Linked DNA regions of Mus musculus: all the other regions are linked to region 3. The links are chromatin contacts, called in public HiCAR-type and promoter capture Hi-C maps. All regions are on one chromosome and are shown on one strand. Each heading gives the region's core, a stretch centred on a gene start, on an enhancer-like site or on the middle of the called end of the contact. The rest is flanking DNA. Distances are from core to core; before and after follow the strand shown.

Region 1 (4,349 bases), core at 1,058-3,557, 2.5 Mb after region 3:
AGCTAATGTTTAATCCCACAGCCCTGATTCACGGCACCCTGCACTCTGCAATCCTGACACGAAGGATACTTAGAACTCTTTTGTGAGCACTGTGCTTCCGGGCAGTCCTCGTCACCTCCGCATCCCGGATCACAGGGGATGACATCCCCCCGAAGCCACTCCTAGAACAGTATAATCAAGGTCTTAGACGGCATCTTTGAAGGACTACCGTTACAGTTAGGGCAAAGAAAGGATCTTCGTCAGTCGAGGGACGGCTCACCCCAATAGCCAAGTCTTGGATCTTGTTGGCAAGAATAACCTCTTGTCTCTGAGTCCTGCTTACTCCCCCAAATCCCACCCAGTGCTCGGCTACCAGCCCTGTCTTTGACTGCCTAGTATCACAATAGTATGTTCTCCGCGGAGTTATCTTAGAACCCGAAATTTATACTACAGTATGGCTTCATAAAGGTAAATCTTTTCCTCCATCAGACCAAAGAGCTGCTTGACTACAGAATTCTCTACAAGGAAGGACTCTGCACTCTCTAAAATACGGTGATGAGTTAGCTGCTTGTTGAAGGGCTTGGTTTTAGCCCAGGCTCACACCTCTAATCCAAATTGTACTACATAGGAAGTGCCAGGCCAATCTGAGACAGGGTGAAAGCAGCTTCAAAAACAAACCCAAACAAAGAAGGAACAGGCTCTGAGAATTCTTCTTTTTTTTAATCCTCATGAAAACTTCACAGAATATATCTATACAAGCTAAGCCAGTCATCATGTCACTAGGCAATATCATCATATGGGACCACTGTTATATTTTTGGCCTGCATGCTGACCAAACACTGCTATGCAGCCAGGACTATACTTCAGACTGTGAGTACGATATGGCTTGGCGGGATGAAAGAAAAAGTGAAGCAATTCTAGTGAAGAGGAGAAATGGCCCTTCAAGTGATTTCCCTCCATGTAGACTAAGGATGTCTCCTGTCTTAGCACAGTGCTATGGGCCTCCAGCACTGTCATCTGACAGCTTATAAACTAAACCATGGGGGTTGATTTTAATTATCCTTCTAGTACACCTTTCTTCCACTTAAAATCTCCAGCCAGCTTCCTCTTCTCTGCAGACTCAAGCTAACACTCACCAGCACAGTATTTACACCACCATCCTAATTTAGTTCTGCCCATCAAGTCCATCCGCATTGCTGGGAGCATTCAGCCACACAAGCGTGAACATTTTTCATGACTTTATATCTGAGTATGTTTCTTTTACAGAGGTCTATATGTGTTCCCCTGTCACTGGATGTTCATCTATCTACTTAAGTTATTCATCAAACAGCTTTATGGAGATTCAAAGGTCCCTGCTGGTAATGTTTCTCTTTCCCCCCCCAGAACCTAAGGGTTACTACGCAAGCACTCTACCACTGAGCTATATCCCCAGCCCCATAACAGGGTTCTATTTAACTATGCCATTCCTTAAATCTCTTACAGGCTCACTGTTCTATATAGATAAGATCCTCACGGGATTGCTCTAAAACTAAATGTGCCACTTAAAGCTTAAGGAACACACATAAGATAACCCCTAGCACAATGTTTTCAGTATCAATAATGTGCTATTATTACTCAAAAGACCAGCTAGCAAGTTACTTTTATAGGTTTGCCTGAAACTCCTGTGACAGGGAGATAAAACATCTCCTTCATTTATTTTCCCCGCAGTACAGTATAAATACATCGTATTACACTGCTCGACTGTCTTCACTACACAATCTACTCCCCGATGCCAAGGGCCTTAAACAACCCATCTTCGTGTCAGGCGAGCATAAATCATTTGAGAGGGAGGGAGAAATTCAACTCCCTAGGGCCGGCACTTTAAAGTCTAAGCTGACCACCGTTACCCAATAACGTACAGCTGACATGACTTAATAACCGCAATAAAACCACGCTGAGGACGTCTGGGCTGAACTGTCAGTGCGGCTGATGGCCCTGAGCTCGAACTGCTTCATTTCGCATTTCGAATGCGGGACCATCACAGACCCCCGCACACTTCGGAGCGAGCGCCGAGAAGACCCGGGAGGCGCGGCGTGGAACCCCGGGGATCCGCATTCTCACATCCCCGCTCCAATCGCGCCAAGCGTCCATTCCTCCACCGAGGGCCAAATCCCTGGCCGCGGAGGCGGTTACGTCGCTAACAGGCGAGAGCCCCAGTCTCGGCCGAGGCGTCCCTACCAGGACTGACCTGTCCATGGCTTCAGCGGTCTCCGCCTAGAACCTTGCAACTCTTTGACTGCAGCCTGGCCGCCGCGTTTCAGCCTTCCCGCTCTCCGGAAGCACACCCTTCGACCCGGAAGCGCGGCCTGGCTAAGCCAGTCCCAGAGAAACAATGTTCCCGCTCGGCGCATGCGCGACTTTCGTCTCCAGCCGCAGGCTCAGTGGGCGCAGGCGCGGAAGTGTGCCAGGGAGTGACTGCGTGGCTGGGTGGTGCCGGCCAGGCAGGAAGGGGGCGGGGAAAGGGGCGGAGCTTGGGTATGTCGCCTGAGCCTGGCTTGTGGGCGTGGTCTGGGTGGGGCGTTGTTCTGGGAAGCCGGAAGTCTATAACCTGGACTTTAGGAATCTGTTGAAGAGTCTGCATTCAGCGTTCTTGTTTGCGGTTCAGCGCCACTTTACGGGATCTGGCCTGTCTCGGGGCGCTCACCTCTTTGAACTGTGGTGTAACCTCACTGGACGGGTTTTGAGGTTGTTTTCTCTCGTTATTTATTTCTCTTTTACGGAATCAGCCGTTTTTTAAGAAATCCAATAAAAAAAGCAAAGCATAAGAAAGCCACATGGGAGGCTGAGGCAGGAGGAAGAACCACGATTTTGAAGCAAGCCTGCACTAAGAAAGCCTGACGATAGTAATAATAGCAATTATTATTGTTGCTGTTATTATCATAAATTTTAAAAGTTTTGGGCGTGGGAATACTTACCTGTTCCAGTACCTCAAAAATGTTAGGTCTCAGGCCCTCCAAATATCTAGAAATGAGCTCTGGCTGAACCATTTCTGATTTCTGGCGGTTAGATAAACGCCAGCATTCCTCAGGAACTCCTGTAATGCGTTTTCCTTCGGTCTTCTTAGCTACTTGTCCCCACAATCCCGACTCTGCACTAATTTCTAGTCTCTGCTCTCTCATCTTGCACACAAAACTATCTTGAAGAGCTCCAACAGGCGCAGACATTGCAGACACATCACCAGCAGGTGTGGCCCTCTCCCTTCCCCTCTCCCTTGCTAAACCGTTAGATTACATTCCTAAACCTAGCCACCAAGGTCTCTTCCCTTATTTGGCCACATCCTTATGCCTGACTAAAACTCCGAGGTCCAACTATCAAAATTCACTAGCTGGCTAACATGTCCACTTAGGACTTACCAACTCATCCTAGCACAGCCTTCCCCCTTTCTCCTGCAGAGACACCTGCTGCCTTCTTTGGCCGATCCAGACGGAGGCAACACCTTCTGCTTGTCCGTCTTGGGTAATACATTTCCTTTGTGCTGAGCATTTGGTGTCTGGGTGTGTTCTGTCCTGACTCCCATCTCTTGCTGATGTAACTATTCTCTCCCATTCTCTAGCTTCCCCGGCCCTGGCCATGTCCAGCCTGTTTCTTTTTCTCTCCGCTCTGGGCACTTCCAGGTGCCTCTGGATCTTTTCTCTCTCTTACCCACATTAAAAACCTTATCCCTAACGGAGCAGTCACGGTGGCAGTTTCTTTACTGTGCCCGTCCCATGCACAGAGTAAGGTACAGACAGGAATCAGGGCCATGCTCAGGCCCTACTAAGTTAGAGGCCAGTACGAGTTTGTTGTTGTTTTGTTTGTTTCTTTGTTTTGATACCCAGTCTCAAAAGAAAAGAAAAAAGTAGTACTATAGTATCCCTTCTAATCCAGAGCTGTCTGAGTAAAAGGCAGTGCATCCAGCTGCCTGAAGAATTCAGTTGTTACTTTTTTGCTCCTCACTTTGAAAGCAGACACTGTTTATTAAGTAACCAGATTACAACCATAGTGTTAGAAGGGCCAGCCAGGGAGCAGCTTGCCCTGCAAACCTGATGATCTAGCTTCTGTCCCTGGACCCCTGGTAAATGTGGAAGGAGAAAACCAACCACAAAAAAAATTGTCTTCTAGTCTCAAAACTCAGCCCTACCTCCATGTATGCTACAATTACACACAAACACACAAGTGTACATACAAATACACACATGCACACATGGATGCCTGCACACGTACAACACATATGCCACACCACATACCCCACACACACGCACACCATGTCATACACATACACATATCACACCGAATATGTGCACACATACACCCACACATGCATGCACACATATCTGTGTGTGCATCACATC
Region 2 (4,955 bases), core at 2,143-4,642, 2.5 Mb after region 3:
TTATTATTATTTTATGTATACTGGTATTTCACCTGATGTATTTAAGTGCACCGTGTGCAAACAGTGTCCTTGGAGGCCAAAAGAGGCCATCAGATCCTCTGCAACTAGAGTTACAAGAGGGCTGAGCCACCTTATCCATTCTGGGGATCCAACCTGGGTCCTCTGTAACAACAGCAAATGCACTTAACTGCTGAGCCCTCTCTCCAGCACCACTCTTTTCTTTTTCTTTTTTTAAAGACTACTTTTAGCACAATTTTAAAATGCACTTTTCAGTTATTTATTCCAGAAGAGCACACAAACTGGTTATCCAATACCAAAAGGTCAGCCCTGAAAACATACATACACAAATGGCATTATTCAGACTGAGCAGGCTGTATCTGGGAACGTAGCATGTACTGGGCATGTAACAATTAATGAAAAAAGTCATGAAAGAGAGAAGGGGTATACTGGAGGCTTTGGAAGAAGGAAAAGGAAAGGAGAAATGGTATAATTTCAAAAATAAAGAAAAAAGTTTTAAAGACTCTGTTATTTATGTATTCTGTGTATGAGTGCTCTGTCTGCGTGTACACCTGCACACCAGAAGAGGGAGGGCATCAGACAGTTGTGAGCCACCATGTAGTTGCTGGGAGTTGAACTCAGAACCTCTGGAAGAGCAGTCAGTGCTCTTAACCTCTGAGCCATCTCTCCAGCCTATAGAAATCAGTTTTTTAAAAAAGGGTATTAAGACCTTATTTTCAGATTAAGTAATTCACTCTTACAAGATTTGAAAAAGACTTTTTGTTTCTTTGTTTTTTCTAGACAGGGTTTCTCTGTGTAGCCTTGGCTGTCCTGGAACTCACTTTGTAGACCAGGCTGGCCTCGAACTCAGAGATCTGCCTGCCTCTGCCTCCCAAGTGCTGGGATTAAAGGCATGCGCCACCACGCCCAGCTGAAAAAGACTTACTAATGCTTAATTTTCTTATGTAACTCATATAGAAGTCATGCTAGCCTTCTCCTTAGTGTATCAATTTTAACATACGTACTGCCAAAGCAAGAAGTTCTACATTTTTGCATATTAAATTAACTCAAATCAAAACTCTACAATGGAAAGCCAGTTTCTTATCAAAGCTTACAAGATAAAGTTAATTTTAAAAACTACTATAAAAACACAACACTGTAATCTCACACTTAACAAAGAGAGTTCTGAATAAAGATCTACCCGGAAAAGGTTTTTAAAATGCTATATGAAAATACTTTAAATATGTGCATAATCTTGAAATGGAAGAATTCCTCCAAAGCATTACAAGAAAATTCAAAAATTATCAAAATAAACAAATTTGATACCTTCAATGGGGCAGACATCAGATTATAGTCCTTGTAAAAAAAAATTTCTTAGGTTAACTATACTTGAAAATTATGCAAGCTACTAAAATATGCAAAAAAAAAAAATGGGGGAGGAAAGGAAGAGCGAGAGTAAATAGAGAGAGACATTGGCAAACCCAGAACAAACAGGCTGTTTAACTGGAGATCTGGGACATGCCCACTGAAACAATACATTTTACTCCACAGAGCAGTAACCGTAGGAACTGACTTAACTTGCATACATGTATTCTCCACAAATATGTATGAAATTACATCAGAAAGGGAAAACGAGGGCTGGCAATATTCGTGCTGGCAGGATCGAAGACGGCCATGACCTCTGCTGAGCAGAGTGAGCAGTCTGCAATCAAATGTGGTTACCAGGACGTAGGATTCTAGTTCCCTATCTTCCTCACCCTTACTTTACTCAAACACATGGGCAACTTTTACATCCCCCAGTAGTCGTGAGCCTGAGACTGTCGCTCAGCTCAGTAGTACAGTACTTGCATACACACACATTCTAAAGGCTGAGGTTCAATCGCATTATCAAATCCTATGCAGCTATTAAAAGTAATTTTGTAACTTACTGACAAGCTGTAGAACACCTTTATATGCTAATATAAAGTAGAAAACTTAAAGAGATACAGAGCAAAGACTGGAACTTTATATATTTTATGCATTCCTCTCATAACTAAAATCCTCACAAAAAGCACGGATGCTTCTATGACTTTCGGTTTACCATTTAGAACAGTGATAGAACATCATGTCACAACCAGCAGCACCCACACACTGTGCACTTCTAAAGCCTGCGTCAGGGGAAGGGCTGTGGAAATATAGGTCGCAGTGACCACTCTCTAATGCAATTGCAATCGAGAAAGTTAAGAGTTTGTAGGTAAATACTTAAAACGACTGTGCGATAATCCAGGTTTCAATTTTGTTTCCTCGATTACCTGGTAAAACAAGCTATATTTACACACTCGAGGCAGAAATACCAACCAGAGTCTCTTGTTCCGAAGCTGGAATCTGTGAGGTGCTTGCAGCACCCTCGGTAGACACAGACATGTTGGTATTGCACATTGGCCTACAAGTAGAAAAAAAACAACAACACACACGATAAAAACTTGAAATTATAAAACATCTACGAAAAGGGACAAATAGATACATGCATTTACGAAGGAGACAGAAAACGTCTTTCGGCAATAGCTCTCAAATGCAAAACGACGTCGGCGAGCTGTCCCTTACCTGGAGGCCCGCAGGAGAAGCGCGGTGATCCGAGAGGGTCCCCCAGGGGTGTCCGGTCGGTCTCCCGCTCGCCCAGCAGACGGCTGCGGAAACGGGGCAGCGTTTAAATAACCCCAGCTGGAGACATGTCAGGACTTAGCTCCTCCGACAGCCGACGCCGGACGTGTCCCAACTTGACCAGCCCCACAGGAAGAGCTGAGTCAACTCGGCCCAGCCCAGTCCCACCCGTCCCGGAAGCCGCATCCCGGCGAGTCCGGGACCAGGCACCTGTCACCTCCTGGACCCCAGCAACGAGCCCAGCGCGACCCCGGAGCGGGCCCCCCGCGCGCGGGGCCTGCTGGGAGACCCCCGCTCTTCCCTCCTCCCCCTCCCTCCGTCCCCTCCCGCGCATGCGCCGTGCTAACCGCGCCATCTCCCACCCCACCCCCCACTCCCACCCACACGCACACCCCCGGCCGCAGAATGACATCAGGGCCCAGCGCGGGCAAACGGTCGCCCAGCCTCGTGCCCCGCGACCCCACGAGCCGGCCCGGGTTACGAGTAGGCCCCGGAGGGCGCGGAAAAGAGGGAATGATCGGGACTCTCCGCCGCCCACGGAGCGGGTACCTGCTACTTCCCGCGCATCTTCCGACCCTTCACGGGGAGCGCGGAGGCCCCGCGGCCGGGGCCTGAGCGACCATGGTCGCTCCAGAGCTCGAGCGACGAGAAGGCGGCGGCTCCTCACCGGCCGCTCCTAGGCTACGCTGGCCCCGGAGGCCCCGTTAACAAAGCAGAGTTCTGTGACGAGCGCCCCCTACCGTCCGCGGAGAGAACGCCGGAAGCCACGGGCCATCCGGGCATCGGGGCGTGCGCGCGCGCACGCCCGACGCCGCCTCCTGGACCAATAGGAGGCGGGGGGCGGGGCTTAGCGGCCGCCCGGTGCCGGAGCGCGCAGGAGGTGGGGAGGGGCCGCGCGGTTGTGTTTACCGCTCGAAACCGCAATGGTCGCTAGGCAAGTTCCTATCCGACTGCTGCTGCTACCAAAAGAAAAGCAAGACTAACAGCTGGGTAGTATTTTTAAATCCATCCCGCCAGCAGCTGAAGTTGTATACAAATGAGTGATTTTTTTTTAAGACTTTAAAAATAGGCAAGGTGAGAGAGGGTGGAGTGGGACGGGGAGGAAATTGTGAGAAGGGGGTGTCCCAGAAGGGAACGGAGAGCGGGGTGGAAAGTGAATAAATAATAATGAATAAAAAATGAATAGCTCCATGGTCAAGAGTGCATACAGCTCCTTTTTAGGTTTTCAGTCACTCACGCCACACAAATTCTGTCATTGCAGGGTACTCAACACACTCTTCTGGTCTCCATGAGCAACCGCACCTGTGTGCACAGACATACACATAATTAAAGTTAAAATTAAAAAAAAAAATTCAAAGACTGTTAGGGTCCATGACACCTTGGGCTCATAGTATGTAAACGCAAAGAATGTTTTAATCTGCAGAAGTCAGCATTCTGGTGTCTCCTCTCCCCATTACTAAGATAGAGACACCCAAGTGAGTTTGCAGACCTGACATAAAGCATATTAGCGAATTCTGGGATAGGTGACCTCTATGTTAATCTATTGGGTCCATCTTTAGGGACATTCCATTCCCGGGGTGAGAGGGCTGGAAACTTTTGGCTGAGAAAGTCTGGAAACTGCTGCTGACCCATTGTCCTTGCCTCAGGCGGGGCAGCTTCTGAGGCCCGGACTTGCCCGGAATTGCCCAGTTCTTGGAAACAGAGATTTAGGCCTAGTCCCCTTAACTGCCAGTTTGAAACTTGTCATGAAATCAGCCTGGCCTTTTCAACACATACACTCCAGTGTTTACAAACTTTCTAATTGTTAGTCATCTTGAGGGCCCAAGATAGCATTATAAGGTATAGGAGTTTGGCCTGGACGCTGCTTTAGGCAGTGTGGACGCAGGTCAAAGAAAAGCATTGATAAGGCCAGATATAATGGTGTGCGTGTAATCCCAGGTACAGAGCAACAGCCGTCTGGGTCCACCTTTTAAGGTACATCTAAGAACGGAGGGTGTGTGGCACCGAGAAGGTCCTGCATTGTTCAGTCCTCGGTCCCCAAAGCAAAAGCCCCAGATCTTAAAGGACTTAAAACCAGGGGTGGTGGCACATTTGCACAGTCAAAGATAATCAGGAAGCTGAGGCAGGAGGATAGCTTGAGTTGAGCAATTTAAAGCTAATTTGAGTAACATTGATAACCTACCTAAAGGAGAAAGGTAATTTCGTTCTTTGGGGCTTGCCACTTCTTACTGACAGCCTTCATTTCCCCAACAGTTCGTGATTAAGGACTTTTCAGAAACCTTTCTCCCCTTAGGAATGGAGTGAATATTCATTTTAAA
Region 3 (4,670 bases), core at 1,878-4,377:
ATTTATATTGCACAGCAGGAGAGTCACAGAAGGCCACGCTGTGGGAGCTAAACTCAGACTAGGTTGTTGGGAGGCGGGGTCCTTTAAGAGCGGAGCAGGCTTCTCTCTACTCCCAGTGAAAGAAAACACTGCCACATAGCAGCTCGCTAAAGCTTAATTAAAAAACCAACCATTGAGTTCCCAGCATTATATACGTCCCACTCTATTTCATAACTATACTACCTTCATATTTGTGTACTGCCTTCTGTTTCTTTGCAGAAACCCATCAGCATGAATAAATAACTATTCAAAACCAATACTACTTAACAGTAGTTAAGCATCTATATTTATCAAGCACATGCTTGACGCCAAGAATTACTCTAAATGTTTTACAAATATTAATTCATTTAACAACTCCATGCTATATTTATACCACTCTATGAAACTGGGTAATGGGCACAAGGAAGCTAAGTAATTTTCCCAAAGTCATACAACTCAAGAAGCCGAGCCAGGTTTGATCCTAAGCAATTAGGACTATCTCCTTAATTGGTGCCATAGGATAAGGACATTTATTCAGCATCCAAACACGATGTCTTGGGCTACAAAGCTAGCACAGCTGTTAAAGGTTAGGCTCTCTACCAAAATGACAAAACTATGACTTCTAAAACACGGTATTTCTCAATACCCAAAATAAGAATGAAAAACAGATAGCTCCCACCCATACCAAAATACTATATCCTAGGTTTTAAGAATATCCAACCAATCAACTTCAGGGAAGCTGAGGAAGCAATGCCAGCACAGCACCCACTCCCAGTCAGGCCACACGGGGTGCATTTAGTAATGATCCCCAGAACCCCACATAAGGCCGGTACTGTTACCGTATTACAGAGGAAACAAAAGCAGAGACTGGCTGAAGTCACTAGAAAGTGGCTAGTTTATAAAAGAAAATCTGGCTCGACTCTACACTCTTAACCATTACCTGTCTTTTATTACTCTGAATAAAAAAGGTTAATTTCCTTAATCATTTCCAGGCCTTAGATGCAAAGAAAAGCATGGCCATCTGCAGTTTCTCTCCACGCTGACAATTAGAACTGGCAGCCTAGAGTTTGGTCCTTCGGTGTGGGTGGGGCTTGCCTTGCCCAGTTTAACTTATCACAATAATCTTGTGTCTTTGTTAACATCCACGGAGCAGCCGGTGGGAAACGCAGCCAGGTGCATCGCATGAAGCAGATAACCCTATATTCGCACAAGCTGTCTCTCTGCATATAAACTGCCGATCTAATCTCCGTACCTAGTGGTGGTTCCTAGCCCACTGTGAAGGTGTCACTGACAGAGCCTCCTGTAAAACAGCAGGGCAGACACCCACACACAGAAACGCCCCCGAAGACATCTAGGAAACAAACGTTTTCATAAAGGCTTTTCTAGATGAGCCCAGCGCGGTGTCAATCGCCAGTTCCCAACCTAACGCCCGCAACCATTAACCATCTGGGTAATTTTTCGAACAGGACCCCAAGCTCTGAGGACACAGCTGCAGAGCTCCTAGTGACAGTCACCTCAGTCAAATAAGGTGATGAAGCAAAGTCACAAAAGACAAGTTAAGCTTGGGCAGTCAGTCTGTGAACGGTACTAATGACTGTAGAAGGTGGGCAGCCCCTTAGGTCTCAGAACTGCTTTATCGAGGGTTCTTTTCAGAATCCATGCAAACTGGAAAAGAGAAGTGTAGTTTAAGTTGTGAAGATCTCATCTTGGAAAGTACCAGATTGGCCCAGCCCAAAACACCAAGATAAACTTTCTAATTTGTAATGAATCAAGAGATGACTAGCACTCATCTCAAATAAAAAAGACCAAAAATATTTTAAAAGGGCAAGGATATAAGTATACCCTAAAAGGATGCCCAACCAATTTTTCGAAAGAGCAAGACTACGTAACGTATAAGCGCTTCTGTTGCGTCTACCCCTAAGCACTCCAATACAGGATGCCCGGCATCCCTTCCGTTCTGCAGATAAAGACGAAGAACAGAGAAGCCTCAATTATCCAATTTCCCAAGGTCACAATTCAGATCTGCACCGAAGATAAGGCCGGTATTTGTTATTCCACAATCTAAATCTGCACAAACGCTGTCAAGTTCAAAACGAGGAGAAAAGCAGCGAAACATACTACGTGGAACTGAAGGAACAGCGGAAGCTATCTGCAACAAGTAAACAGGTCTTAGTGCTCTGAGTCATTACCAGCCGGTCACTGACGTTTGCGAAATAACTCGCCACTGGGAAACGCAGTCAGGTGCATCGCATGAAGCAGATAACCCTATATTCGCACAAGCTGTCTCTCTGCATATAAACTGCTAATCTAATCTAATCTCCGTACCTAATGGTGGTTCCTAGCCCACTGTGAGGGTGTCACTGACAGAGCCTCCTGTAAAACAGCAGGGCAGACACCCACACACAGAAACGCCCCCGAAGACATCTAGGAAACAAACGTTTTCATAAAGGCTTTTCTAGATGAGCCCAGCGCGGTGTCAATCGCCAGTTCCCAACCTAACGCCCGCAACCATTAACCATCTGGGTAATTTTTCGAACAGGACCCCAAGCTCTGAGGACAGAGTTGCAGAGCTCCTGGTCAGCTCCTCTGCATGGTGACTCGACGCCTTCCCCCAAAGACGACAGAGAGCCAAGCAAGCCAGGGTGGCCAAAGGCTTTTTACAAGAGAAGGTTTTACGGTCGGAAGGGCAGACGTAAAGAACCAGAGTCACAGGGGGAAGGAACGGATTCAGGGGTCCCCGAAAGGATCCGCGCTGCGGGGCAGAGCCGGGGACAAACGCCCAGGCCTGCACCGCCTGGGAGCAGGAACCGTCTAACCCCGCGCTCACCCAGCCAGCACCCCGGAGGGGCAGCTCGCACCCCGCGGAGCCCCTTCGCTGTCACACGCCGGTCTCCTCTGAAGCCGACCTGGCTCGCCTGCCCCTCGGCGGCCGCCCGCCCGCCCGCCAGCCGCAGGCCACCGGTCAGGAGCACCCGCACCAGCCGGTGCCGTTACTCACCTTCCCGCTCACAACACCCGCCGCCGCCATGTTCCCCCGCGCGTGCCTGGTGATGACGTAGCACAACCTCACGTGGCTCTCGGACTCACAACAACATCCGGTCGGGCTAAAATAACATCCGGGCGGGAAAGGGGCGGGGAGGAGCGGGAACAGCAGTTAGGCGCATGCGTGGTGAGGATGCTAAGAGGGTGGAGCCGTCGTGCCGTACTGCGCGTGCGCGTGCTTCCCCCACATTTTAAATAGAAGTCTACGGCTTTTGAAGTTTGCTCGGGCGTGGCACTTTTAACTTGGGGAACGGCTGGCGAGTCTCTTGGGTGTGATGGAAGGAGCACCTTGTTTAGACCCAGAACACGATGCCACAGCTTTCTTGCTTTAAATAAGTCACGGTAAAATTGGAATCGCCTTGAACATCAGCCCTGGAGCTAATACACGCAGAGACTTTTCCCCTTGATATTAGAGGATTCTGAACATGAGTATTGTTGCTGTCACTCACGCATGACCTTGAGCATGGTATTTTTATAGGAACTGTAGTTACTACAAGGCCCTTTATCGCTCCAGAGTTCAGGGTGCCTCCACAGCTTAGTGGTTATGATTTCAATTCCTAAAATTCACCCAAGCATCTGCATGTAAAGGATCATGTATGGCCATACGGATCTCCCCCATGTTTGGAAACAGATCGGTAAACTATTAAGTTCAAAATCTAATTCCTTCTCAGCGCAGCACCCTGAGACTTAGCTCCGGTACACAATAAAATTGACATCTTAGAGCAGTTAGCAATAGTTCTCCACCTACCTAATGCTGCGACCCTTTAATACAGTTTCTCATGTTTTGGTGCGGACCCCACCCCAACCAAAAAGTTGTTTTTGTTACTACTTCATAACTGTAACATTACTGCTATTATGAACCGTAAAGTATCTGTATTTTCCTATAGCCTTAAGAGACCCCTGTAAAAGTGTCGTTTCACCCACACAAGAGTCGTGCCTGCCCGCTGAGTTAGAGCCTTTTCAGGCTGCCTGAGGTAACAGCAGAAAAACGTGATCTGCAGGTTCTGTGAGTATCAGGAATCTAATCGGGGAGGGAGGTGCCTAAGTCTTACAGGAGAATGCATGCTTAGCCCCAGGAGGGACTCTGACCACCAAATATCAGAGATTCCAAGCAAGCCCTAGATCCCAGTGCCCAAGTTCTCACTGCTCGGTAAAGCAACGCATCTGCCAGCCATTAAGGAAGCAAGAGCGCAGTGAGTTGACAGCGAGAGAGCACAGGGGCTTATCAGTAGACCAGACTTCCCCAAGCCAACTGATTGTGGGTAGTAACCGGAGTCTGAATAATCAAAACTAGATTCTTCTGCTATCTCAGAAGGATGGAGTAATGTGGTTAAAGGAGAAACCTCACTATATTGTCAAAACTTAGCAGTGTCAGAATATAATGCTAAGTAATAGCAGTTACTCTACAACTTTTTGTAAATTTTAAAGAACTAATGTCTTAAATATCTAACATAATATAACATGGGCCAAACATGCTAACAGTCCTGAAGACATCTTTTTTAATTTTTGTAAAATTAAAAATAAAACTTATTTCCTAGCTGGGTATGGTGGCCCATACCTTTAATCCTAGTGAAAGACTCCGAGAGGAGCCCCTCGCTCAGGCCTCAGGA
Region 4 (4,862 bases), core at 598-3,097, 3.0 Mb before region 3:
TGTTTTACATCTATAAGTCATAGGAAAATTCTGACTTCTTCCGAAGGATAATCCTCTTATCAGCGTGAGTACTTCTCAGTAGCTCATATAAACTTAGATCCAGCCAATGTGCTCCAGTTGACATCATTGTTTCCCTCCCTGTAAGTCCTCCTTGCCACTCCCCTTTCCGTTTTGATTCACTCATACCTTTCCCCAGAGTACAAGAACTATTGTGAAACTGGAATCTCTCATCATAGATTCCTGTCACTGATATATAAGATACAAGTTAGCTTTCTATAGTCTTCATTATTATACAATGTGAACATTACTTTTATTAAAACCGAAGGATGGAATTTATGCATTTTACAATTATTGTGCTCTCAGTAAATGTTATCTGTTACTACCAATGCTCAGGTTACCATTATTACTATTGTGAATTTACTTTAAAGCTTATATCATATTCTTTTCTATATTGAACTTATGACATTAAATAAAGGAATAGCTGGGACAATAGAATTCGAATTCATTTGGTAATTTTTTTCCCTAGTCTGGTATTCTTACATCAACTATTAAGTAAAAAACAATGCCCCATAGTTATCCCCACAGGTCAATATGATGGAGGTGATTCATCAATTAAGTTTCTTTTTCCAGTCATGTCAATTTGACAGCTGCAGCCGACTTTGTGGCTAAATAACAGTATTGACAGCAAAATTTGTTTTTTCAAAGATCCCTCCCTCTATTTACATCCTGATGCTTTCCTTACTGGTTGGATGTTGATCCTAACATTGCTCATTGCTCATGGAGTTGTGGAACGGTACACTTCTTTGGCTCTGGCTCCTCCTCCTCCATTCCACCTGTCCCCTCTCTCTGTCTCTCCTTGAAATGTAAACACACACCCACACAGAGAGAGAGAGAGAGGGGGGGAGAGAGAGAGAGAGAGAGAGAGAGAGAGAGAGAGAGAGAGAGAGAGAGAGAGAGAGAGAGAGAGAGAGAGAGAGAACATGCTTTTTTTGGTGATGAGATCTAGTATGAGTTATATCATGTTCTCCCTAAGACAATCTACTGGGGTCCCAATGTCCACTAATTAAAGGGTGATTTTAGTTGGAGACATGGTCTAGAGGTGATCAGGTTAAAATGAGGCCGTTATCAAGGGTTGTTGTATCATGTGGGTGATGTCACGGAGAAGGGAGAATCTGGAGACACACATAACATGTACACAGGAAGAGAGTGGTGTGAGGAGATGCTGGGAGAAACTAGCTACCTTCAAGCTCATGTAGCTGACTGGATCACATTCTATCCTCAGGGCCTACAGAAGGACCAACCCTGAACCCTGAAATTGTAAGATACTCTATTTCTTCTGGGGGGAAAGCCCTGCGGTTGTAAATACTTAATTTTATCAGCGCTAGCAGCACAAACAAGGCCCAGATAGACAGTAGAGTTAACTGGGACTTGGCTGATGAGAGCACTGCTTTGTTGCTTGGTTATTTCAGACAAAGGAAGCTGAAGTTTTACTTTTTGGAGCATTATGTTCCTGGGATAAACTTTTAGAAACTTGTTTTGTTTTACATAACCGTGAGGTGGTGGCTGGAGACCTACATTTGAGTGAAGAGAGAAAGTAGAGCCCTGTAGAAGACACAAGAAACAAGATCCCTGTCACCTGTAAGCAGACTTCTCCTGTCAGCTGTCATTAAGGAAAAGATACAATTGGCTTTAGATTCTCTCTCTCTCTCTCTCTCTCTCTCTTGTTGGGAGGGGTGGGGCAGTGAGGAGACAGGGTCTGGAGATCTGTGCTTAAAGAGTGCAGGTAGGGCTCCAGAGAGGGCGGAGGACGGTGCTGCTTATCCTAGATTCCCCAGACCCACCCACCCACTGTAGCTGTGTGCTCAGGCAAGCGGTGGTGAAGAACAGCTCTAGCAGAGGACGCTTTCGGGCGGGGGTGGGGGGAGCACCAAATCTGTGGATCCAAATCTAAGCTGAGAGCCTTCACTTTCCACTGGGTGAGCCCCCCTGTCCTTCGGTCAGCCTCCGCTCCAGACACAGCCAGCCGACCCGAAGGTCTGCGGCGGGGTCGGGCTGTGCCAGCTGGACCCGCCCCGAGCTCCATGGTTCGCCCAGCCCCGCGCGATGGTGACTCTGGGTGCGGAGGGTGGCTATGGGAGAGCCAGCAGATCGCAGCAGCGTGAAGGCAGGGAGCGCGGCGGGCGGCAGGCGGGGACTGTCTCCCCGACCTCAGCACCCAGAGAAGCGGATCAACCACCTGAACCCCGAAAAAACGCCAACAAGTAGTTTCTCCTTTGAGGAGGGCGGCTCAGCTGGTCGCAGAGACTCTGTCCGACTGCAGGAAGAACCTCGTCCACAGGGAGACCCAAGCAGATCCACTTTACTCCCGGTCTCCTTAAGGTATCCGGGGACTAGGAGGGGAGAAAAGGAAGGGCAGCGCAGGCGGGCATCCCCCTGCCTAGCTTTAAGAGCTTGGCTGTGGAGCCCCTGGGGAGAAGCTGGAAACAGGCGGTCTAGCTCAGCGACCCAGGGGGTGTGCCTCCCTCAGCTTCTCCTGGGCCTCGCCCCTCCTCGAAAGCAACCCCCCACTCTCCACCCCAAGATGTTTGTTTTTCTTGGGAAGGGGGAGGGGTGGCAGAGACTGCTCACTTTTGTCCTCAAAGATGGATCCTAGTTAGCCGTTTCCTTTCCCAAGTAATAATAACATTTAGCAACAAACGGCAACAGTAATGTGAAAAGGAAATTGGATGAGGAAATTAGTCAGAGGTCTCCTTGGTGAAAGGCGGTAGCGAGGACGTTTGTTGTTGTTATTGTTGTTCTGACTTCTGGGTTCAGTCTTCTGCCTGGTAGGTGAGGGAGAGAAGTGAACTGAGAACAGAGCGGGCAAAGGGCACTCCCCTAGTGCTGGGGGTGGTGGTGGCGGTGGGGAGAGCTGTCTTAAGGTTGGACCAGGGTATGCAGGCAGCTGGGGCACTCCTGGCCTCCTCCCACTCAACACTGCTAAGTTGCCTCAGCAAATGTAACTCCCTCATGGGGGAATTGCATTAAGAACAGGGGAGGGGCTGAGCGAGAGAGAGAGAGGGATGGGATAGTGGGTAAGGGGTCTAGTTAGGGAGGAGCGCTTGGAGCAAAGGCGGGTAGAAAAAAAGGCTGGGGACTGAACGGTGGGGATTTAGGGAAAGGAAAGAGGGGCTTGGGGACTTAAAGCAGGTTGGATGTGACAGGGATAGAGGGGAGGCATGGTGGAGGGCAAGAAGGAAAGAGAGGTCAGAGCCAAGGGTGGACTGTGTGCCGCAAGAGAAAAAGGTTTCCTGGAAGGTCAAGGAAGACTCAACTGTTCTTCGTTCTCTGGGAACCTGGGCCAGGGATGCGAGAGGCGGGGACAGGACTTGGGCACCAAGCTCCTCCTGGGAGGGTCCTTTCCACTTGCCAGCTCTGCAGTTTGGCACTCTTGGGTTGAGGTAGGGGGTAGGGTGGGGTCCTGATGAGTCTCTGACCCACGAGAGCTTTAACTTGGTGCTGTGTTCGCCTCCCCTAGTCATGTCTGAGCCACAGAGATGGGCAAGATCGAGAGCAACGAGAGGGTGATCCTCAATGTCGGGGGTACCAGGCACGAAACCTACCGCAGCACCCTCAAGACCCTGCCTGGAACTCGCCTGGCCCTTCTTGCCTCCTCTGAACCTCAGGGCGACTGCCTGACTGCGGCCGGGGACAAGCTGCAACCGCTGCCCCCTCCGCTGTCTCCGCCGCCACGACCGCCTCCCTTGTCCCCTGTCCCCAGCGGCTGCTTCGAGGGCGGCGCAGGCAACTGCAGTTCGCACGGTGGCAACGGCGGCAACGGCGGCAGCGACCACCCTGGGGGAGGCCGCGAATTCTTCTTCGATCGCCACCCAGGAGTATTCGCCTATGTGCTCAATTACTACCGCACGGGCAAGCTGCACTGCCCCGCCGACGTGTGCGGGCCGCTCTTCGAGGAAGAGCTGGCTTTCTGGGGCATCGATGAGACCGACGTGGAGCCCTGCTGCTGGATGACCTACAGGCAGCACCGGGACGCGGAGGAGGCCCTGGACATCTTTGAGACACCCGACCTCATCGGGGGCGACCCTGGTGATGATGAGGACCTAGCGGCCAAGAGATTGGGCATTGAGGATGCTGCGGGGCTGGGAGGACCCGATGGCAAGTCAGGCCGCTGGAGGAAGCTGCAGCCTCGCATGTGGGCTCTTTTTGAGGACCCCTACTCATCTAGAGCCGCTAGGGTAAGACCTGAATCTAGCATTCCCTGTTGTTGCAACTCTCACAACTTTTCTTCAAACTTTGATCCTTTCCTCCAACAGCCTCTGAAATGAAGAGGAAGAAAGGAACACGGTTTTCGAGATGTTTCATGTGGGGTAGGGCAAGCCCAGAGACTTTTTCTTCACCCCATCTCTTCTACCCTCCCTGTTAGGTATTCGGCTGCTCTCCAATTCACACAGATTTACTTTAACAGACAAGACCTGTCCTTGTAAGAGTCCTGGGATGTGTCCTTATGCCATTATTACATTCACCTTAGTTTTTGCCTTAACTTTTTTTTTTGTTCCAGCCTTTTCCTTTAGCTAGGATGTGCTTTGGAGCCCATTGCCCATCCTGACGTGATAGTTTCAATGACCTCTAACTCTCAGATCTGACTTCCCAGGGCAGTAGCTACGTTAAGGATATAATCTGAGGACAATGAATGGAGAAATGGCTTCTCTGTGTGAGTCTGGGTGGAGGTAGGGTGTGAGGAGAATGTGTCTAGCCTTGTCTCTTCTCATTAGTGAAGAGGATGTTGTTGCAACTGTTCCCAGTGATCTTGCCTGCACCCTGGATCCTCAAGTTGGGTGCTCTAAGTGTGCCTGTGTTCCTCA
Region 5 (4,533 bases), core at 1,074-3,573, 2.5 Mb after region 3:
CCTCCACCCCTCCCCCCAAAATATAGTAACAATGTTTCTGGGACAACCCCAGCAGCAAACAGTAAAGTGTTAGGGTGCAGCTCTGAGCTAACATTCTTAACTAGAATGTCTTTCTTTACTGCCAGCCGATGTTTGTGTGGCAGAGGTAACACTGGTTACAGGTTGGCTCTGATTTCCCCGCAGGCACACCCAGCATTTCCAGACCAAGGTTTCCAGCATAGAGAGGAGACTGTTTCACTGCCCCATACCCTGCTAGACCTCTCCCCACTACACAGGACACAAAAGCCAGCTTGTTGGCAACTTACAGCAGTGAAATGACTCCATGGAAAAAAAATTAACTGATTATTGGCTACAGGCAAGGCCTCCTGCTTGCACAGGAAGCTAAAAGCCTAGAAAACTCTCTACGGACACAGACAAGTTATCAGAGGCCCATGAGCAAGTCGTAACACCAACACTTCTTCTGAGTTTAAAATATGCACATCTGAATTTTTTTCATGTTCAAAAGTTTGGAAGTGTGTGTGTTTCACCCAAGTGACTTTATAATCAAAGAGTAAATGACACATGCGACCGATGAACTTAGGAAGCAAAACCTTACTGCTCATTTTGTGAAGACTTCCAAGAAGTTTGTCCCCAGCTGCGCTTAAGCAGGGGTACCGTGCGCTTACAATTGGACACTTGGTGGGCATCGCACACCTGAGCTGCTGTCTCCTCTGCTCTCGTCACCTCCTCAGTTACGCTTTCTTCTCATGTCTGTTGTCTCTATACTTGTAGTCTCTAAACCTTGGGTTACAGCTTCAAAATTTACAAAGTCTACTAAAAAGGCACAAAAAGAAAAAAAAAAGTTACCAACCACTTGATAAAGGGACGTGACTACCACACCAAGGGCGGCAAACACCATTCCAAGCGAATGAAACTTCACATCGTAATAAGAATTTAGGATTACACCTACAGTAATAGGAATCTGCAAAGACAAAGAGGCAAATGCTGTGAGATTAAATTCAAGAATGATGTCTTACAACACTAAGGAAACATAACAGTGGGGCTGGGGTGGGGGAGCACTGTAAGTTTTCTTTGGGGAAAACTGCCAATCCTTCTCTACAGAGATTCACATACAACTCTACATCTGGAAGAAAATATGAATCCGTGCGTTGTGCTTTGTAAGGAAACAGGACACACATTTACAGGGAATAAAATAATCCCCCAAACCAGTACTTAACACATAAGCATAAACAAGGAAGGAGGAAAGCATTATGACTGGAAAAACGAAAAAACCACTAAGTGCTAATGTTATTTTAACGAATCTCCTTTTATGTAAACACAAGGCACCCCAGCAGTGTGCCACTGAAGGTGTATTCCGAGGTATTTTATGCTAAACCATTTCATGTTTATCACTTCTGGTTCGATTTCCTGGGGATATTCTTTTCTTTCCAGGTTGAGCTTTCGCAGATATCCTGACACACTGAACTGTTCCATTAAGGCAGCTCTCTCCCTCATCAATCCCAGCAGTTAAAGATTTCTATCAGGAACACACCCATTTACTAAATAGCAGCGGAGTGTCGAGATGGCCTTTTCCACCCCTCCCCAAACAAGCTTCTTATAAGGGCCTGGCTCGTGTGTGGAGTAAAGATTATGGGAATGGGCTTCCGTCGTGCCAGGCTATAAGCAAGGTGTATTCAGTTTTCCCGGGGAGAAAGGCAGCCAGGTAGCTGGGCAGGGACAGGCTCGCGCAGCGGCAGCGGCAGCTACTCACCAGCGTGAGCTGTATTCTGACGGAGAATCTCTTCTGGTACCAGAAGGTTTGGATGGCTATGATCACCGGCGTGGTCATGGCCTTGGCCAGCTGATAGGTGCCTATGGTGTTGTTCTGCAGAGAAAGGTTGGTGAAGACCACAAAGCCACAGAAGCTGAGGGCCAGGAGGAGGAGCTTGGAGAGCGGCAGACTTTTGGGGGCAAAGATGTTCAGTTTCTGGCAGATGTACAAGCCCAGCCAGGTGACCACGAAGTGCACCAGGGTCAGGCTCATGTTGGGGAAGCCGTGGTGTACATAGATCCATTTGTTGAGGAACACGATGCAGATGGACACCAGCAGGTTGAACAGGAGCCCGGCGGCGATGCGCCCGTTGCCCCGGACCCGGTCCGCCAGCGATGCCATGATGCCCGCCGGCTGCGGAGCAGCGTCCTCGGCCGAGCCCGGGCTGTCCAGCCTCCCCGCGGGGCGCTCGGACGCTCTCCCGCTGTCCCGGCTCTCCGCCGCCGCGCGCCCGCAGCCGCCCGCTCCACGGTCCGGCCGGAGACAGGCATGCGCCAGCCGGGTCCCGGTCGCTGCGCCGCGAGGTAATAGGCCGCCGCCCTCCGAGCGGGTCCGCCACGGCTCCTCCCAGCCCCGCCCCCGCGCAGCCACGTGATTCCGCCGCGCAGGCGCGCTCGGCGCTCCGCTGGGTTGCTTAACTCGGCTGGAGGGAAGCCCTTGGCTCCCAGGGAAGATTAGTTTCTGTGGCCGATTCCCCGACTTACTGGGAGGCGCAGATTCCCCGCCAGTTTTACTCTCCACGTTGCTGAGCTGTTTTAATCCTCTGAAGGGGGGCAGAGCATTACTTACTGAAAGCATATTTTAAAATATCTTTAAAAGTCTAAACAGGCCGGGCGGTGGTGGCGCACGCCTTTAATTCCAGCACTCAGGAGGCAGAGGCAGGCGGATTTCTGAGTTCGAGGCCAGCCTGGTCTACAGAGTGAGTTCCAGGACAGCCAGGGCTATACAGAGAAACCCTGTCTCGAAAAACCAAAAATAACCGTCTAAACAGGTAAGAGTGGATGGACAACTAACTGTCGTCTACTGTAGATTTAAACATATTTTGGCGTATTTGCCTCGAAAAACTTTAAACCACAGAATTTTTTACCCACGAAGTTTTTTTTTTTTTTTAGTAAAACCTAAGAAGCAAGTACATTTACCTGTATGCCCAAGATATTAATTGCACTTCTAAGAGGCATATTATAGTAGCAAGCATGCAGTCCAGTTTCAAAGTTACAGAGCTGGAGAGGAAGTGAAAAATTATATATTTTTGGTTTTGTTTTTCGAGGCCGAGAACTCATTCAGGCTAGACTCGATCTCAATATTCACTTTTATTCACACTGTTACAATATGAGAGTGGTATTTCTCATCTGCAAACGTCAAATACCAACTCAAAGTCTGTCCACACTGATTGAAAACGTGGACCCCCCACTTTTACAATGTTACAGGGATTAAATAGAGCAGACTTGGAAGTCTCTACAGAGCTAAGGATGACACAGAACGGATCTCCCTGCTTCCACCCATTGAAGTGTCACATGCCTTGCAACTAATGTGTAGTTTTAAGTTTTGGACACTATTTCATAGGTTTTTATGATCTGTTTGCTTATGTCTCTGCCCGTTTTCTCCAGGATACCGTTTTTTTCTAATTGGCACTGAAAAGAAGGTCTTTGCATCAGAGGCACAAGAGACTCTTTGATGAATTTTCCACAGTTAATTACGTGTGTGTGTGTGTGTGTGTGTGTGTGTGTGTGTGTGTGTGTGTGTGTGTGTGTATGGGTGCCTGTGTGACGGTCAGAGGATAACTCGGAGTCAGTTCTCTCCGTCCACCAGATGGACTGAATTCATGCTGTAGGGTTTGGGAAGCAAGCACCTTTACCAGATGCCGTCATATCAGCTACGTTCCTCTTTCGTACCGCATTTTTTTTAGAGAATTGCCCGTTTACTTAGATGTCTTGTCTTAGTTGGGGAGGAAAGGGTTTGTTTGGCTTACACGTAGCTGTTTATCACCAAAGGGAGTTAGGACTGGAACTCATTCATACAGGGCAGAAACCTGGAGGCAGGAGCTGATGGAGGCCAGGGAGGGGTGCAGCTTAGGGCTTGCTCCGCCTCACCCCCCACCCATCATCTCAGGGATGGCTCCACCCACAATGGGCTGGCCCCTCCCCCAAATCACTAATTAAAGGAAATGACTTACAGCTGGATCCTGTGGAGACATGTTTTCAGTTGAGGCTCCCCCTTTCAGATTACTTTAGTTTGTGTTGCCATAAGACCAGCACACGTTCAACTATTCGTCCATTTCATCTATAGTTACTTGAATTTATTATAAACATTAGCTTTTCCATTTTCTCTCTGCTGCTTGTTGTGCTGGTTGTTTTGTTTTGTTTTGTTTTGTTTTGTTTTTTTGTCAACTTGACACAAGCTAGAGTCAATTTGGGAAGAGAGACGCTCAATTAAGAAACTGCTGCCAGCAAGTCAGCCAGAAGATGAGCCCGTGGGACATTTTTTTCAAATGTTACTCCATGTGGGAGGCTCAGCTTACTGGAAAGTGCCATCTTTCTGTAGGTGGTTCTGGGTTAGATCAAGCAGGCTGACCAAACCCTAGGAAGCAAGCTGCCAGGAAGCAGTTACTAGAGGGCCTCTGCTTCAGTGCCTGCCCTCCCGCCCCTCACTGATGGAATATTAACTAAAAGTGCAAGGTAAAATAAGCCCTTTGCTCCCCAAGTTTCTACAGCAGGAGAAACCCT
Region 6 (5,025 bases), core at 825-3,324, 2.9 Mb after region 3:
GAAAACCAAAGCAAAGCAAAGCAAAGCAAACCAAACAGCTCTCTAAGATGCTTTACCATTTCCTTAGTAGAGAGAATGAGAGGAGAGAGGGTCCTCTGTGACATAGCTGCAGGCTAAAGTGTCTTTCTCTAGTGGAGACTTAGTAGCCAGCTACCATGGTTGTAGCCGGCAGTAATAACACATCTATAGATATATGGCTGTTGGAGAGAGTCTCTGTGATGCTGCTGGGCATACTGTGCATGGCTGTACATGCCAGTGAGGCAGTTCACATTGAATCTTGAAAAATGTGTGTGGGATTTTGGAATCCACTCCATCCTTGTGGTTTTTTTTTTGGCAAGAGTTGTTGGTAACACAGAGACTACATAATTTATTCAGTGTTCAAACCTTTTTTTTTTATTCCATATCTTTGATTCATTTCCCCAGGGTGGGGGGTGGGGGGAGTTGATTTTTGCTTAACCGTGACAAAGTAAACATTTCTCCCTTGAGTCCCTGCAATACATCTCTAGCAAAGCTGGGTGTCACCAAGTCATCTTTACCAACGGCCACATGCGTTTCTTGTCATTGATTCCCTGCCCAGCAGAGCTTTATCCCAATCGCCTTTGTTCCTTTTTAAGCAGACAGGCTATGTTCTTCTACCTACTTCCCCTGAGACTGTGTGGTGACAAAGCTTTGTGTACAATCAGAACCGGCTCTGTCCTATCCTGTAAGGTCCTGGCTGGCTTCCTGCAGGGGGTTTCATTTCATGTTCCACTGTGTCTTGCCTGTGTCATTTTTAATTCACAGGACTGGGGTTCTGTCCTCACCGATTAACATTAACGAAAGGTCTCCTGGATGCATGGCAGCACAGGGTCTTATTTAATATTCTCTCTGTTTTAGATATCAGGTGGCTTCTTCAAATGAATTTTTAAATTATCTCCATGATAATGAAGAAGATCGGAGACATCAATTAGGAGCCAAGAAGAGGAGTCTGCAGGAAGCACTTGAAGGGACTGGGAAGGGTTGATGGGAACATCCCAACACAGGACAAAGGTAAATTCATTATTCCTAGAAGAACCCCGGCAACCTTCTCTCCAGACATATGTCTGCCTTGATCATCTTATCTTCCTCTTCTTGCAGTTGTAATTTTCAAGGCCAAGTCTGAAAATTACCCCTGAGCCTCTTCTAATCATCTCTACCCTCAGGGACCACTCTGCTTCAAACTTCCCATTCATGCCTCTCACTTGGAAAGCGAGCCCAGGACATAGTATATTATGATCGACTAAATAATGTATTTAGCATGTCTGGGTAATTTTTTTTCTGGACTTTCAGAATTAGCAGTGTTTCACGATGGGCAATAACCTATAAAAGTCAAATGGAATTTTATTTTTATTTATTCTTTCAAGACCGAGTTTTTCTGTGTAGCCCGATACTGGAACTCACTCTGTAGACCAGGCAGAGATCTCCCTGGCTCTGCCTGCCCAATGTTGGGACTGGTGGTGCATGCCTTTAATCCCAGCACTATGGAGACAGAGCCAGGTAGATATCTTTGAGTTCCAGGCCAGCCTGGTGTACAGAGGGAATTTTATTTTTAAAAAGGATGAGTTGGCTTTGCGGTCTTAATAAACTTTACTTGAATCATCCTAGGTCGTATGTATTTTTGGACCTATCCTTTTTGACCCAAGGCTCGTGTAACGCTTCTCTCCTTAGCAACTTCTTTTCAGCCGGGTACTCTAGGGGCAATTTCCTTTATGGACAAAGAGACTGTGGGTTCTGTCGTGCATTCTGGAATGCCAGGCACACTTTCACGTTCTGTGATGTCAGGGAGCTGGAACCAGTGAGGTAGGCTCTTGCCGAGCCCGGCCACACTACACAGACAGGCTGCGGTGCGCGCACTGCGGGGACTCTGCCTGCAGCCTCCTGAACAAAGCTCCCGCGGGCTCCGCCCACCGCAGCTCCGGTATCCTCATTGGCCAGCTCTTCGCCCGCCATTAGGGAGCGGGGCCGTGCCCTTACGAGTGCTGGTTGGTCTAATCGTAATGACGGTGAGGGCTGCCATTGGTCTTTAGGCCTCAAAATGGGCGGAGCAAGGCCGAGAGGCGGGGCGGGAGGGCGGCGCGGAGTGCGCCGGCGCGTCGTCGGGGACGCCGGGTCCAGGATCTTGCTAGGGAACCAGTGTTGTCGCGTCGTCCCGCCCCCTCGGGGCTTTTGCTCCCGTTAACTGTCGGCGGGGCAGGCTCCGCAGCGCAGGGCGACATGCCGGTGCGCTTCAAGGTGAGGCCGGGGGCTGGGCGGCGGGTGGCGGGGACGCCGCGGGGTGGGTGCGTGACGCGCCTGTGCCGTACCGAGCCTCCTGGCCGGAGCCTGTGCGGGGCGGAGGATGCTCCGGCCGGTGGCCCAGCGCGGAGGGGCGGGTGGGGAGAGTTCGATGGGGGCCTGACGGCGTCAGTCTGGGGTCGCCAGGAGCGGAGGCGGAAGGAGGGCCCTTGACAGTGGGACGAAAGGCTGCTGTCGGTGTAGGACACCTGTGGTTCCTCTTGCCGATAGCATTCAGCTCCTTTCCTGCAAAACTTTAAAGCGCGCGGGTCTTTTAAACGCTTGGGAAGCGGGCCCCAGTAAAAGGAGAGCGTGGGTAGGTGTGCAGCCTGCTAGTTGCACGTTTGCTTTAGGTTTTGCTCACAGTTCCAGATAGCTGTCTGTGTCTAACGCCTTTCCACGCAACAGGTGGCCACAGTGTTTCTGTAATCCCGGACTCTTTAATTCTAAAGTGCTTGCCAGACAGAGTGGGAGGGGAACACGTCTTTCTCTAATTGCCTTTTATTAAAAGCCATAACATTATGCACTCGATGAATTTAGGATAAACCTCTAGTGAGGACTTAGGTTTGTTACCACACTTTGGAATCAGAGAACCAGTTATAGCGCAGCCTCATTGAGGGACTCCGGCTTGTCTGGCTCGGGTGGTTGTGAGGATTAAGGGGCTACTTAGCCCAGGGCTGGGTAAATATTAGCTATTATTAAGGAGCTTGACTGGGGTTTAATTCTCATTCTTGGGCCTTTCAAGAACACTCTTCAGAGGTTGAGGTTTTTTTGTTTTTGTTTTTCTTTCTGATGCTAAAACACCTCTTCACTACACTGTGCTCAAATTGCACTTTTCATTATAGGGGCTGAGTGAATACCAGAGAAACTTCCTGTGGAAAAAGTCCTATTTGTCAGAGTCTTATAATCCCTCAGTGGGACAAAAGTACTCATGGGCAGGACTTAGATCGGATCAGTTGGGTAAGTTGAGCAAACCAATAGCTATCATAACTTGAATAAACCTTGGGTTCTGTTTACAAAACAATTAAAATCTACCTGTGTTGGCCTCATGTATAATTGGCAAATATTTATTGATGCTATACTGCGATCCCAGAGTCCCTTATGTACAAACAAACAAAAACAAACAAACAAACAAAAAACACAAAGAAACTCATCAAATCGAGTTGTATATAAAATAGCATGATATCAAAAAAAGTTGAATAGTAAAACTGAAGGGGAAACGCCTGAGATTGGTTGTTCTGAAAGAGGCTTTTCTGGAAATGTTTGAGCGGAGAGGAGCAAGCCTGAGGGTGAGGACTTTCAAAGACTTGAAGAATGGAAGGGTAGGTAACAGAGGCATGGCTGGAACTTGCTGGTTTTGGTCAGTGCCATGAGTTCAGAAATCATGTTCTTCCTCTTACATAGGCTTCGTCTCCTGACCTCAGAGAATTTGAGCCCTCGGGCCAAGGTTTCCTACTGCACATTGAAAGAGTGGACTGACTGTTCTATCTACTGTTTCTCTCTCACCAGCTAGGATATTGGAGAGTAGGCCTCTGTCTCCTTGTTTGTCAGTGGAGGCGCAAGGCTTTGAGACACCCTACTTTAACTTATTTTTATTTTTTATTAATGCAAGTATACCTGTGTATATCATGTATGCATGCAGAGGCCAGAGAACCATCCTGGGTGTTGCTCCTCAGGAAGGCCGCCCACTTCATTTTAATACAAGGTCTCTCACTGCCCTGGAGCTCACCAGTTAGACTAGGCCTCCTGGCCAGAGAACCCCCGGGGTCCACCTGTCTCTGCCTCTCCAGTGCTCGATTATAAGAGCATGCGGCCACACTTAGCCTTTTTGCATGGGTCCTATGGGGTTAAATTCAGGGTTTTGTGCTTACAAGGCAACTGATCATATTATCAGCCCTCAAACCAGATTTTAAATTAATGAATACATCTGAATTTAGATATACAATAATTATAATTTTGAGCAAATCAAACTTGCAAAGTGGGCTGTAGGAAGCTCCACTATCCAGGGTTGAAGGAGGCCTTGCTTGGTAAGGATTTTGTGTACATAGGTCAGTACTTAGTGTTCTATGGATGATGTGTGAGAATGATGTATAAACCCCTCAAATGTTAGGTGTTTGAAGCCAGGGAAAGACAAGACTTACCATGAGGGCATGTGTCTGGGAAGGGAGTAAAGTAAAGAGTGTGTTTATATCAGGTTTGGAGAACAGAGTGTGGGTAGCTCTTTAGGGCTCCTCTGCTGCGTAAATAGTGCTGGACTTCAGAGACAAGATGTTTCCTGATTCTCCGGCAGTATCCTGGAAAATCTCTCTGCTTGTAAGTTCTGTACTTTGGAGAGTTCGTTAGATCGAGAATACAAAATAAACTGTCTTCAGGCATAACCACTTCACTGAAAGCTTTGGGGCAGGGAGTGATAACTGCACACCAGACAACTGGTCAACCTGATTAACTGCCCTTCAGCATTTTAGCTGAGACCAGCTGCATTCAGGTGGCCAGTGTGAGAAGAGCCTGGGCACGTGAAGCCACTCTGGAGCAGGGCACATTGTGAAGGAGGTCATGGTGTAAGGGAGGACGGCTACTGGGAGTTCTCAGTAAGCACAAGTGATAGTGTCAGAGTCTCAGGCTGATCAGCCCGGGAGGGAGGAGGTTAACGAGGACAGCTGGCTTACCTAGAGCTGGCCGGCCATTCTGGCAATGCAGTGCATCCCTCACTGCCTGGAGCACTTGCTGGAGCTG

What was found. Promoter capture Hi-C pulls out the DNA fragments that hold promoters and counts their contacts. HiCAR-type assays count read pairs that join an accessible place to other places.
Region 1: a contact with region 3 is called in a promoter capture Hi-C map of liver, with 4 times the contacts expected there. The contact joins the promoter of Nup107 here to the promoter of Tbc1d15 in region 3. A contact is called at or near these places in 6 of 39 promoter capture datasets (erythroid cells, hippocampal neurons, liver and 2 more) and 1 of 9 other capture datasets (adipose tissue).
Region 2: a promoter capture Hi-C map of liver shows a contact between it and region 3, with 7 times the contacts expected there. The contact joins the promoter of Mdm2 here to the promoter of Tbc1d15 in region 3. A contact is called at or near these places in 3 of 39 promoter capture datasets (hippocampal neurons and liver).
Region 4: a HiCAR-type map of astrocytes shows a contact between it and region 3, with 6 times the contacts expected there. The contact joins the promoter of Kcnc2 here to the promoter of Tbc1d15 in region 3. A contact is called at or near these places in 1 of 39 promoter capture datasets (hippocampal neurons) and 2 of 115 datasets of contacts at active chromatin or transcription factors (astrocytes and forebrain).
Region 5: a promoter capture Hi-C map of hippocampal neurons shows a contact between it and region 3, with 9 times the contacts expected there. The contact joins the promoter of Slc35e3 here to the promoter of Tbc1d15 in region 3. A contact is called at or near these places in 3 of 39 promoter capture datasets (hippocampal neurons, liver and pre-B cells).
Region 6: a contact with region 3 is called in a promoter capture Hi-C map of pre-B cells, with 5 times the contacts expected there. The contact joins the promoter of Mdm1 here to the promoter of Tbc1d15 in region 3. A contact is called at or near these places in 3 of 39 promoter capture datasets (liver and pre-B cells).

The regions. Positions count from the first base shown.
Region 1 is chr10:117,790,398-117,794,746 of GRCm38.p6, forward strand. It overlaps Nup107 (nucleoporin 107), which reads right to left and starts at 2,308. Exons shown (of 28, transcript NM_134010.2): 1 at 2,207-2,308; 2 at 70-161. The coding sequence starts at 2,214.
Region 2 is chr10:117,707,366-117,712,320 of GRCm38.p6, forward strand. Mdm2 (transformed mouse 3T3 cell double minute 2) reads right to left here and starts at 3,393. Exons shown (of 12, transcript NM_010786.4): 1 at 3,187-3,393; 2 at 2,581-2,663; 3 at 2,335-2,419. The coding sequence starts at 2,415.
Region 3 is chr10:115,248,366-115,253,035 of GRCm38.p6, forward strand. Tbc1d15 (TBC1 domain family, member 15) reads right to left here and starts at 3,128. Exons shown (of 17, transcript NM_025706.3): 1 at 3,017-3,128. The coding sequence starts at 3,046.
Region 4 is chr10:112,268,170-112,273,031 of GRCm38.p6, forward strand. It overlaps Kcnc2 (potassium voltage gated channel, Shaw-related subfamily, member 2), which reads left to right and starts at 1,848. Exons shown (of 5, transcript NM_001379643.1): 1 at 1,848-2,379; 2 at 3,518-4,235. The coding sequence starts at 3,537.
Region 5 is chr10:117,744,035-117,748,567 of GRCm38.p6, forward strand. Slc35e3 (solute carrier family 35, member E3) reads right to left here and starts at 2,324. Exons shown (of 5, transcript NM_029875.2): 1 at 1,751-2,324; 2 at 851-961. The coding sequence starts at 2,152.
Region 6 is chr10:118,139,713-118,144,737 of GRCm38.p6, forward strand. Mdm1 (transformed mouse 3T3 cell double minute 1) reads left to right here and starts at 2,075. Exons shown (of 14, transcript NM_148922.3): 1 at 2,075-2,250; 2 at 3,138-3,252. The coding sequence starts at 2,233.